3 separate regions of the Mus musculus genome follow, and regions 1 and 3 are each linked to region 2. Evidence: chromatin contacts called from public Micro-C and promoter capture Hi-C data. All regions are on one chromosome and are shown on one strand. The core of a region is the stretch at or near the end of the contact, and the rest is flanking DNA. Distances in the headings are between cores, read along the strand shown. Region 1 has its middle 7.1 kb from the start of Mir3076. Region 2 holds the start of Stimate (STIM activating enhancer). Region 3 holds the start of Prkcd (protein kinase C, delta).

What was found. Promoter capture Hi-C pulls out the DNA fragments that hold promoters and counts their contacts. A called contact is a pair of places that touch in the nucleus more often than the background predicts.
Region 1: a contact with region 2 is called in a promoter capture Hi-C map of pre-B cells, with 2.7 times the contacts expected there. The contact joins the enhancer-like site here to the promoter of Stimate in region 2. A contact is called at or near these places in 5 of 39 promoter capture datasets (the 3T3-L1 cell line, the C10 cell line, embryonic stem cells and 2 more), 1 of 15 datasets of contacts at CTCF or cohesin (large pre-B cells), 1 of 484 Hi-C or Micro-C datasets (LSK cells), 4 of 115 datasets of contacts at active chromatin or transcription factors (acute myeloid leukemia, embryonic stem cells, extraembryonic endoderm stem cells and 1 more) and 1 of 9 other capture datasets (embryonic stem cells).
Region 3: a Micro-C map of embryonic stem cells shows a contact between it and region 2, with 1.9 times the contacts expected there. The contact joins the promoter of Prkcd here to the promoter of Stimate in region 2. A contact is called at or near these places in 5 of 484 Hi-C or Micro-C datasets (CD4 T cells, the HL-1 cell line, embryonic stem cells and 1 more) and 3 of 115 datasets of contacts at active chromatin or transcription factors (effector CD8 T cells, embryonic stem cells and pancreatic cancer cells).

The regions. Positions count from the first base shown.
Region 1 is chr14:30,577,697-30,580,763 of GRCm38.p6, forward strand. No RefSeq gene overlaps it. Among named protein-coding and RNA genes, the nearest start is that of Mir3076, 7.1 kb to the left of the region's middle. Within about 2 kb of position 1,770, at least 67 of the 459 cell types and tissues checked have an H3K27ac peak or open chromatin away from gene starts, as enhancers often do. A contact at or near this core is called in acute myeloid leukemia, embryonic stem cells and pre-B cells, where this site is marked.
Region 2 is chr14:30,823,857-30,826,979 of GRCm38.p6, forward strand. Stimate (STIM activating enhancer) reads left to right here and starts at 1,738. Exons shown (of 8, transcript NM_028839.4): 1 at 1,738-2,034. The coding sequence starts at 1,875.
Region 3 is chr14:30,624,182-30,627,671 of GRCm38.p6, forward strand. It overlaps Prkcd (protein kinase C, delta), which reads right to left and starts at 2,027. Exons shown (of 18, transcript NM_011103.3): 1 at 1,799-2,027.

The DNA.
Region 1 (3,067 bases), core at 520-3,019, 250 kb before region 2:
ATCTACTCTAGAGACTCTTTCCTACGCAGGCAGAAGGGACCAGAGGGCCTGCGGCACCACAAGGTTTCTCCAGCCCACGTGGTGGCTCAGTAGACGCCCTCAAGCCAGGCTTCTTGACCCTCTGTATGGTGCAGAAACAGGAACTCACCCACAGGCATCTGAGTGCCGATTGGAGGAGGCCCTGCAGCACGGACATAGGCTAAGTCGTCACTGCCTTGGGGTGCATGAGCCCTTTGGTCCAATTGACAAGGCAGGAAAACTTTGTCCCAGGAGCTGTCCCTCAAGAGCCCAAGCCTGACACAGGAGAGAGACATTCCCAGCCCCCTGGACTGGGACTAACAATGTCCGGAAGTACAGAGGAGTCCAAAGCTATAGGAATGTCTTGTCTTGGGCTCCAGCTGCATAGTAAAACACAACGGAGGGGTTGGAGAGATGGCTCAGTTAAGGGCACTGGCAGCTCTTAAAGAGAACCTGGGCTCAATTTCCCAGAACCCACATGGAAGTCCACCATTGCATGTAACTCCAGCTCCAGGAGATCTGACGCCTTCACACAGACACACATATACCAATGCACATGAAAGAAAGAAAAGAGAGAGAGAGAAGGAAGGGAAGGAAAGGAAGGAAGGAAAAGAGAAAGAGAGAGAGAAAGAAAGAAAGAAAGAAAGAAAGAAAGAAAGAAAGAAAGAAAGAAAGAAAGAAAGAAAGAAAGGGAAGGAAGGAAGGAAGGAAGGAAGGAAGGAAGGAAGGAAGGAAGGAAGGAAGGAAGGAAGAAAAAAGGAGAGTTTAAAAACCACAATGGAGGGCTGGTGAGATGGCTCAGTGGGTAAGAGCACCCGACTGCTCTTCCGAAGGTCCAGAGTTCAAATCCCAGCAACCACATGGTGGCTCACAACCATCCGTAACAAGATCTGACTCCCTCTTCTGGTGTGTCTGAAGACAGCTACAGTGTACTTACATATAATAAATAAATATTTAAAAAAAAACAAACCCACAATGGAGAGCAATAACCACATCTGTGAGAGCCAACGAAGAAGGGTGGGATAAGAAAATTCAAATTTGTCGGGCAGTGGTGGCGCACGCCTCTAATCCCAGCACTTTGGAGGCAGAGACAGGCAGATTTCTGAGTTCGAGGTCAGCCTGGTCTACAGAGTGAGTTCCAGGACAGCCAGGGCTTCACAGAGAAACCCTGTCTGGAAAAGAACCAAAAAAGAAAAAGAAAAAAGAAAATTTGAATTTGCTTTTTTTCCCTGTAAGTGAGGAGATGCTGGGAAGAGTGTGGGGGACCCCAAACCAGCCTTTATCCATCGTGAACTATGGCTCCTCCCTAGCCGCATACCCCACTTACAACAGCTAACCTAACTCTCCTCTTCTGTATATGTCCTCTAGCTCCTACCCATAGGCAACCTGCAGCTAGAGCAGATCTGCATAGAGACCATTCCAAGGAGCAGCAGGGAGTGGCTGGGCCCTGGTGGGGAATGACCATCCCCTGCTCTCCCTCCCCATCTCCCCAAAGCAGACATTGCTGGCCTGATGGCAATGGCAGCTGTCACTCAGAGGACTGAGTGACAGCACTCAGAAAGAGTCACTTCCTGTTTTCTTGTATACGAGAATTATATTTAAATTGGGATGCATATATGTGTTCAGGGGTATGTTTAGAGGTCAGTAAGCTAGAAAAGGGATCGTGAGAGTGGGAGAGCTCTTAAGGGAGGGTGGGAAACAGAAGAGAATGAAACTGATGTAATGGAAAAACAGAAGTGAGAGCTAACTGGAGGAAGGGAGGGAGGTGAGGAAAGGTCACGGGGTAGACGGATAAATGAGAACTAAATAACCACACAGTCAGAAAGAAGTCATATCGGAACACTTCTTATTTTTTGAATCTAACCTAAATAACTATTTTAATAAACATTTTTTGAATAAAGGCCCCAATTTTTTTATGTACGAGCAAAGCATAGCAATACATGTATGTATATAAAAACGTCATAATAAACCCAGTATTTTATACGCTAACAAAAATTAATGAAAAAGAACAATGACCTGGCATGGTGGCACACACCTTTAATCCCAGGACACGGAAGGCGAAGGCAGAAGGAGCTCTGAGTTCAAGGCCAACCTGGTCTTGTAGACCATTAAATACCAAGCCAGCCTTGTCTCCAAGGCCAGCCTAGACTACAGAGTGAGTTCCAGTAGCCAGGGCTACACATAGAAACCCTGTCTCTGGAAAAAAAAAAAAAAAAAAAAAAAAAAAAAAGACAAAAATCAAAACAAAAAAAAACCCTGGAAGTTTCTGCTGAGCCCCTCCCCACTGTGCGCTCTCTCAGCCCACTGCTTGAATTCCGGTTTTTCTTGTGGTCAGACTTGACTTTTGTCTTTAACCCTAAGCCTGGCCTGCATAGGAAGCAGAGAAGAAAGAGGGCGACACTGTTGAGTGACTGAGAGTTTGGGGCTGAGGCACAGCAGATGCTCAGGAGCCAGCAAGGTCACTGGGGGATTGCCGGGAAGCTAGGATTTATTCCGAGGTGCCACAGGGTGGGGGTTTTTATTTGTGTATTCTGTCTGAATGGACTCCACCCCACAGTTACCTGGCAACAGCCAAGTAGGTCTGGACCTCTATAAAAGGGGCTGCTTGCCCCCTCCTCTCTCTCTTACTCCTGCTTCTCTCCCTTGCCTCTTGCCCCCTTGTTCCCCCTCTCTCCCCATTCCTTTACCCCCTCTCTCCACGTGGTCATGGCTGGCCTCTACTTCTCTACTCTCTCCTTCTCTCTGCTTTTCTCTGCCTCTGCTACTCTCTTAATTTTCCTCCCCATGCCCTAAATAAACTCTATTCTATATGATACCTTCGTGTGGCTGGAACCTCAGGGAGAAGGGATGCCTTAGCTTGGGCCCCACTGACACACACCCTTCCCCCCACACCCCCATAGAACATATCTTAATATCTCTTTATCTTCTTCTTTTTTTTTTTTTTTTTTTTTTCTTTTTTTGGTTTTATCAAGACAGGGTTTCTCTGTGTAGCCCTGGCTGTCCTGGAACTCACTCTATAGACCAGGCTGGCCTTGAACTCAGAAATCTG
Region 2 (3,123 bases), core at 488-2,987:
GATGGGACTTTACATTTCCCTTATACGTTCATTTAGTTTCACAATCTTTTTCAATAAAAAAAACTTTAAATAAATTTACATTTCAATAAATTAAATATACATAAGTTAAAATTCAGGTAAATTTACATTTGCTGTGTGCCAAATCTGTGCCAAGAGTGAATCAACACTAGCTCTGCCTTTAGAAAGCTCATACCAGGGGAGAGACCTAGCTGTCTGAACCAACATACATACAGCTGAAAGTGCTGGTGGAGCAGAGCACACAGAAGGTGAAGGTGCAGTGGAGATGGGCAGACAGGTGGCTTGCCGCCTAGGCAGCAGCTCATGGCACAGGGCTAGAGAGTAGTATCCATACCGGTGTGCGAGGAGACGGTAAGAGAAAGGCTGCAGAATTGCATTTCCTATGGATTGCAGAGTCTATATCCCTGTTAAATAAAACAAACAAACTTTGGAAAGCATTTAGTCCTCTTTGATAATTAGAACTTCTTGAGGAAATGTCTTTAAAGTTAGTATTTATTGTTCCAAAAAGATACCTTGATGTAGGTTAGACCTGTACCATGCACATGCCCATTGACATGCAGCAGACAAGTCAGAGCTCTAGGGCACCAGCAAGAGGTGTCTAGAGAGACAGCAGAGATGTCTAGGGGTCTGGGTAGTAAGACAAACTTAAATTGGAGTCTGTGCACACCGGTGGTTTGGAGGTAAAAAAAAAAAAAAAAAGAAAGAAAAGAAACCAGACTGGGTGTGGTGGCATATGCCTTTAGAGAAAGTCGGGCAGATTCTGGGCTACATAATGAGTTCCAGATGCTGTCTCAAAACAAAATCCGTTCTATTTGTAGTTGTATCTCAGAAGTGAACAGAGCAAGGACTTGTGCATGTTGACTTTGCACTTAAACTCACCCTTTTTATAAAGCGAAAAGTGGCTGGATTGAAGTAACCATTTAAAGTGGGGGTGGGGGACAAGTGTAGTGGCACTTAACTGCAGTCCTAGCTACCTCGGAGGCTGAGGTGGAAAGATCATTTTTTTTGTCCAAAGGTTCAGATTAGCCTGGACAATTCAACAAGACCAATCTCAAGCAAAGTAGCAAAACCAGACAGACTGGTGTCACAGACCTACCTATAATTCACTTAGAGTGCGTGAGTGTGAAGATCAGGAGTTCAAGGCCATCATTGTTTCTAGGTCCTTGTTTTAAGTTTGAGGACAGGCAGGGTTAAGAAAGTGCCTGTTTCAAAACAAAACCCCCACAAATTATGTTTGGGAACAGGGATTCACCCTGGAGCTTTGAATAGTGAGTTGAATCCTCTGGCTTTTGACCATGAAAGTAGAACACTCAATCCCTGGCGTGGGAAGAAGACCTCAGACGGCTGAGACTATTGTACTCAATACCGTGCCTTAGCATAATGTTGCCTCAGGTTCTGGACTCCACTTCCGAAGTAGTGAACCGAATCTGAGGGCAGAATGTAGGAGTATTCTTAGGAAATTGTCCAGGGCATTTATAGATTTGCCTTGGAGGGGAAAGGGATTTAGCAACAGACTCCATCACTGTCCCTGACACTGCTCTCATGACCTAGAACACAGGGCTCTGGGGATTCCTTTTACACAGTCTGGCTCACCTGCTCTACCTACCTGCAGAGATTCTCCTCCAGCCCCGCCCCTAGCCCTGGCTAGAGCCCCGCCCCGGAGGGAATCGAAGCCCGCCTCACGCCTGGCTCAACCAATCAAGCTCTACGATCTCGGACGTCGGGTTACGCGCGGCGCGGAGGCGGCCGCGGGCTGAGATACCGGCACCCAGCTCCAGGTCCGGGGTCGCGGCTGGGCAGCGCGACCCGGGCTGCAGCGAGGCCGGCGGCCCCTCGCGCCCTCCCGTCAGGCCGCCATGCAAGGCCCGGGAGGGAACGTGAGCCGCGGATTGCCGAGCGGGCCGGCCTCCACGGTCGCGTCCGGGGCGGGCCGCTGTGAGAGCGGCGCGCTCATGCACAGTTTCGGCATCTTCCTGCAGGGGCTGCTCGGCGTCGTGGCCTTCAGCACATTGATGCGTGAGTCCGGGACCCCAGCCCCTCCCCGTCCCCACGTCGACCGCCGCAGTCCCAGCCCCACCCCGGGGACCCTCCTGCCCTTAGAGTTCCGGCCTGGGCACCGGGCCCTTGGGCTGCGGTGCCTCCCTCTCCCGCGAGACGGTGCTGGTTATTCGAGACTAGAAGGGAGTCCGGGACCCTGGGCTGAGAGCTTTTGGCCAGGAGTGACCCTGCCCCTCACCACCTCCACCTTAGACCTGTCTCTTGTCTGATGTCAGCCTAAATCTGGTCCCCTCCCACTTTGCCGTCGCAAATTAAGGTTACCTCACTTTTCGGTATGGACCGAGATTACCCCCCCCCCCCCATAGCTTCTTCTCAGGGGCTCCTCGTAGCCTTCCTCCCCTTGGCTCTTAGACCCCCACACCCTTAAGTGTCTGCTAGCCTAATGCTGGGCTCCTCTCTGAACCTTCACTCCCAGTGTTTGCCCTCTCTGTTGGGTGTGGGGAGACTCACCCACACCCACCTGTAGTGTTAGGGCAGTGCAGTCGGTGCTCCCACATTGCTGCGCGACCCCCAGCCCTACTCCCTCTATTGTTCAGGGAAGATCCTCTCTGACTGCCGCGGTACCCACATCCCAGCCTCCCTTTTCACCTGTTCAGCTCTGTCCTGAGCTTTCCCAATTAAGTTGTATCTGAAGTTTCCGCTTGCTGTTCTTCCAAACCACGTTTGTTATTTACATTTTTAAATTTCCTCTTTTTTCGTGAAACTCTGACAACCCTCCTGGTTGACTTGATGGAGGAGGCTAGAGGCTCCGGGAAAGTCTCAGAGGCACTTCTTGGGGAGTTTTATAGTAAAGAAGGAAGTCACAGATGGCCCTTGTTGCCCAATGGGGGTTGGAGGAAGGGTCATATTTGCCCTTGGGTTGGGAGGTTGTGCTGTTTCTCTGATGGGCACATACACACACACAGACACTAAAGGATGGAGTTCTCTTGGCACGTAGACCTGAGAGTGTCCCTGTGATGTGTTAGAGAGGAGTTATAACTAAGCTATTATATAGAGGCATTAATTCCAAAACTGACATGTTTTCACAACTGTGCTCTGTGGGCAGAA
Region 3 (3,490 bases), core at 777-3,276, 200 kb before region 2:
GCACACCCCTCCTGTTGCTATTACCCACACTCAACCTCTCTGTTACCCACAAGCCCCATCACTCCTCAATACACACCCGCAGTTTCATACAGTCAGACTGTGAGTCTCCTACCAGTCACCCTTTGCTACTGGAGTTCCATATGGCAGTGTCACCTTCCACACAGTCCTGTCATATACCTGAGCCTTTACAGTATCGTACAAAGATACTGTCACTGAGAAACAAAACACACACACACACACACACACACACACACACACAGAGCAGCCGCCCTCTGCTGGCCTGTTCACCACACCCCAATCTAATCCATAGCAGGAACGAGGAAACCCAGTCCCCTCCTCTGTCCCTGATCAGCTTGGTCATAGAGGATCAGTAGCAGAGGAAGAAGAACCGAATATGATTAGAGGCACGCTTACACACAAGCCTAGGGGGTCGGCACACCGATAGCGTGGGCTCCCACAATTAAAGGAATGAATGTACTCTGGCCAGAGGGTTGTTGTGATATAATGCACAGACCTTTGGAACACACAGGGACACAGAGACATGAGCAAGCCAAGGCACAAAATATACAGGGGAAGCCTCTACATACAAGGCATGATTACCAAGTTGCACGGGGCACACACCAAGCCTCAGAACACACAGACAGCCATGAAGTATATGCAAGTCACACGTGAAAAAGGACACATTCACAGGGGAAGTCCCACTATGACAAATAATACACAAAGAGACAAGATACACACTATACTCACAAGTCCAGACACAGATACTACAGCAACAGAAGCCAGACTCCTCCGAGGGCCCAGGGTAGCGGCCAAAGGAAAAAGGGATCTCCCCCACTCAGTCTAAGTCCTCCAGGTTTGAGTGGGGTGCTGAGTGAGGCTCCCTTCTCTCCCCTCCCCTGTATAAGAGAGTTGGGGAAGTGGGAGCAGTTGTGATGGTGCTCCCTCTCCACTGCCAGCCGGCAGGGCAGAGCACTCCCGTCACTGCTGTCCTCATCACCTTACTGGGCCCCCAGAGGGGGTGGCGTCTCTCCAGTGGGACAGAGACTGACAGCACCAGGCAGAGACCACCCGGAGAAGGGACACGGGGGATCAGAGAGGACAGGGGAATGGTGGAGGCTGGAGCCACGCCCAGCTCAGAGACAGATGGAAAGCCAAGAAAGACACCGAGACTGAAAGAAGAGATAGGGCAAGGAGGCGGCGCCGTGAGAGTCCGCCCGCCTGGGACCCAAGCACTGGAGGCTAGGGAGACAGGCGGCCCGCCCTCCGCCCGGTGGTGAAAAGGACCGGAGACTGGACTGGCAGGGGCAGGCGAGCGTGGGCTGGGGGTGCGGCTCTGGGAGGACTGGGTCGAGGGGACGGCGGATCTGGTGGGGGTGGGGAGACGGAGTACACGGACGGCGAGGGGCAAACAGACCTGGCCTGGGAGCAGAGGACCAGGCAAGAGGGGGTGGGGACCGACGAATGTGCAGAGTCCCCTGAGAGATTTGAGAAGATCGGACGGTCCCTCGGCGGGGATAAAGACACACAGGGGTGGAGTAGGGGGTTAAAGATGCTGGGAGTAGTCGGGCCTGGGCTCCAGCCGTCGAAGAGAGGGTCAGACCGACCAGGGTATGGAGGCACCGGCGGGTCTCCGTGCTCGGCGGGACTTTGGCTGCTCCTGGCTCAGTTTCTCAGTTTCAGAACCAGGAGCCAGAGAAGAAAGCGGGGAATGGAGACTACGGGCGAGGAAAAGGGGGAGAAAGGCCGCTGCGCCCTCGAGTTAACTCGGACCCCGCGCCCGGGCCCAGCTCTCACTCACCTCCCGACGCAGGGCCAGGCGCCAGGGGTCCCGGCGAGCCGGGGTCCGTCTCGTGGCGCGGCTCTCCCGGATGCGCGTGGACGGGGAGGTAGGCACAAGTCTGATCCGGACGGGTCCGGAGGCCAGTGGGGACCTCCCGGGTCCCGGCTCGAAGGGTAGATGTCCACGGGCCGCTCGCGGGATCCCCGCGGCCGCCGCCTCCTGCTCTGGCGCCGCGGCACACGGAAGTGCAAAGGGGAGGGGCTGCGCGACCTCACCCAGGTGCCGGCCCCGGTCCCGCCCCCACTCAGGACCCGCCCCACGGGCGCCCGCCCCTTCGAAGCTCCGCCCACGTGAGCTGGGGGTCCAGCGCGTCTCAGCCTCTTTGAGTTGCAAGTCCTTGGGTCCCCAGATCTGTTAGCCGTCTCTGGCTCTTGTGGCGCCTCGCCTGCCAGTGGCACGCAGGCCATCCCATCTCAGGGGACTAATTTATAGAGGAGGACTCCGAGGCCAAGTTGGGGGGTGGGGTTGAGCACTGCACACACAATGGAGCCCAGGAGGCACCGACGGGGCTTCCCCAACTACTTGCGCCCACACCCGGGACTCCCCACTGGCCAGCTGGCCCGCCTTGCCTGGCCTCATTCCTCTTCCTGCTGGCTTGAGCAGAGCCACGCCGCCAGGCCTGCCGGTTCCAGTCCTGCCCGAGAGAAGGAGCTGGGAGGTCTCCAGGGCGAGAGGTTCTAGCCAGTTTGTCTCAGCACTGCTCCTCAGACAATTGTGGGAATTGCCTCTGCCCCCATCTCACTGTCTTTCCTGAGCCCACGGTTCAGAGCTCCCCTTGCTCAGTCAAGCTCATAAGAGGGATTTGATTGTCAGCTGTAACTCATTCACTCATTAAGGGTCCCCTGGGCCCAAAGTCTGAGCACCAAATGGGAGCCAGGGACTCCATTTTTCTGTCCCCAAAGCCCAGAACACTAAGCTGTTACATTATACTTACCCAAAGAAATGACTTCCTGGGCTGGGCAGATGATCGTTTTTTCTAGCACGCAGAGAGCGCTGTGTTTGACCCCCACCACAGAGTAAACCACAGATGGAGGCTCAGAATAATACTCCAGTGCTCAGGGGGAGAAAGCAGGAGAATAGAGTGTGGACGCCAGCCTGTTCATGAGAGACCTTGTCTCAACAAAACCAAACAAACGAGAACTCTTCCTGGGAGGATACAAGAGGGTTCTAATAGCCCAAGATACCTAAGTTCCTTCTGGAAAACTACCTAGAAGGAATAGAAGTCTAGACAGCTCTTTGCCGACTGAGATCAAGAGAAGTGCTGCTGCAGGGGCTGGTGAGATGGCTCAGTGGGTAAGAGCACCCGACTGCTCTTCCGAAGGTCAGGAGTTCAAATCCCAGCAACCACATGGTGGCTCACAACCATCCTTAACGAGATCTGACTCCCTCTTCTGGAGTGTCTGAGGACAGCTACAGTGTACTTACATATAATAAATAAAAAAATAAAAAAAATAAAAAGAGAAGTGCTGCCCCACCCGTGGAGGCTTGAAACTTCCAGGGATGGGGGACCCTGGCAGAGATGTGGGGCTCCAAACCTTATTTTAAATGTACATTGGGGATTGAGCTAGAGAGAGGAAACCACAATGACTCGTCCCTTCTGTAGAAAGAGGAAGGCTGCTGCTTCCCTCTACCCTGAAAGAAAGAGGACCC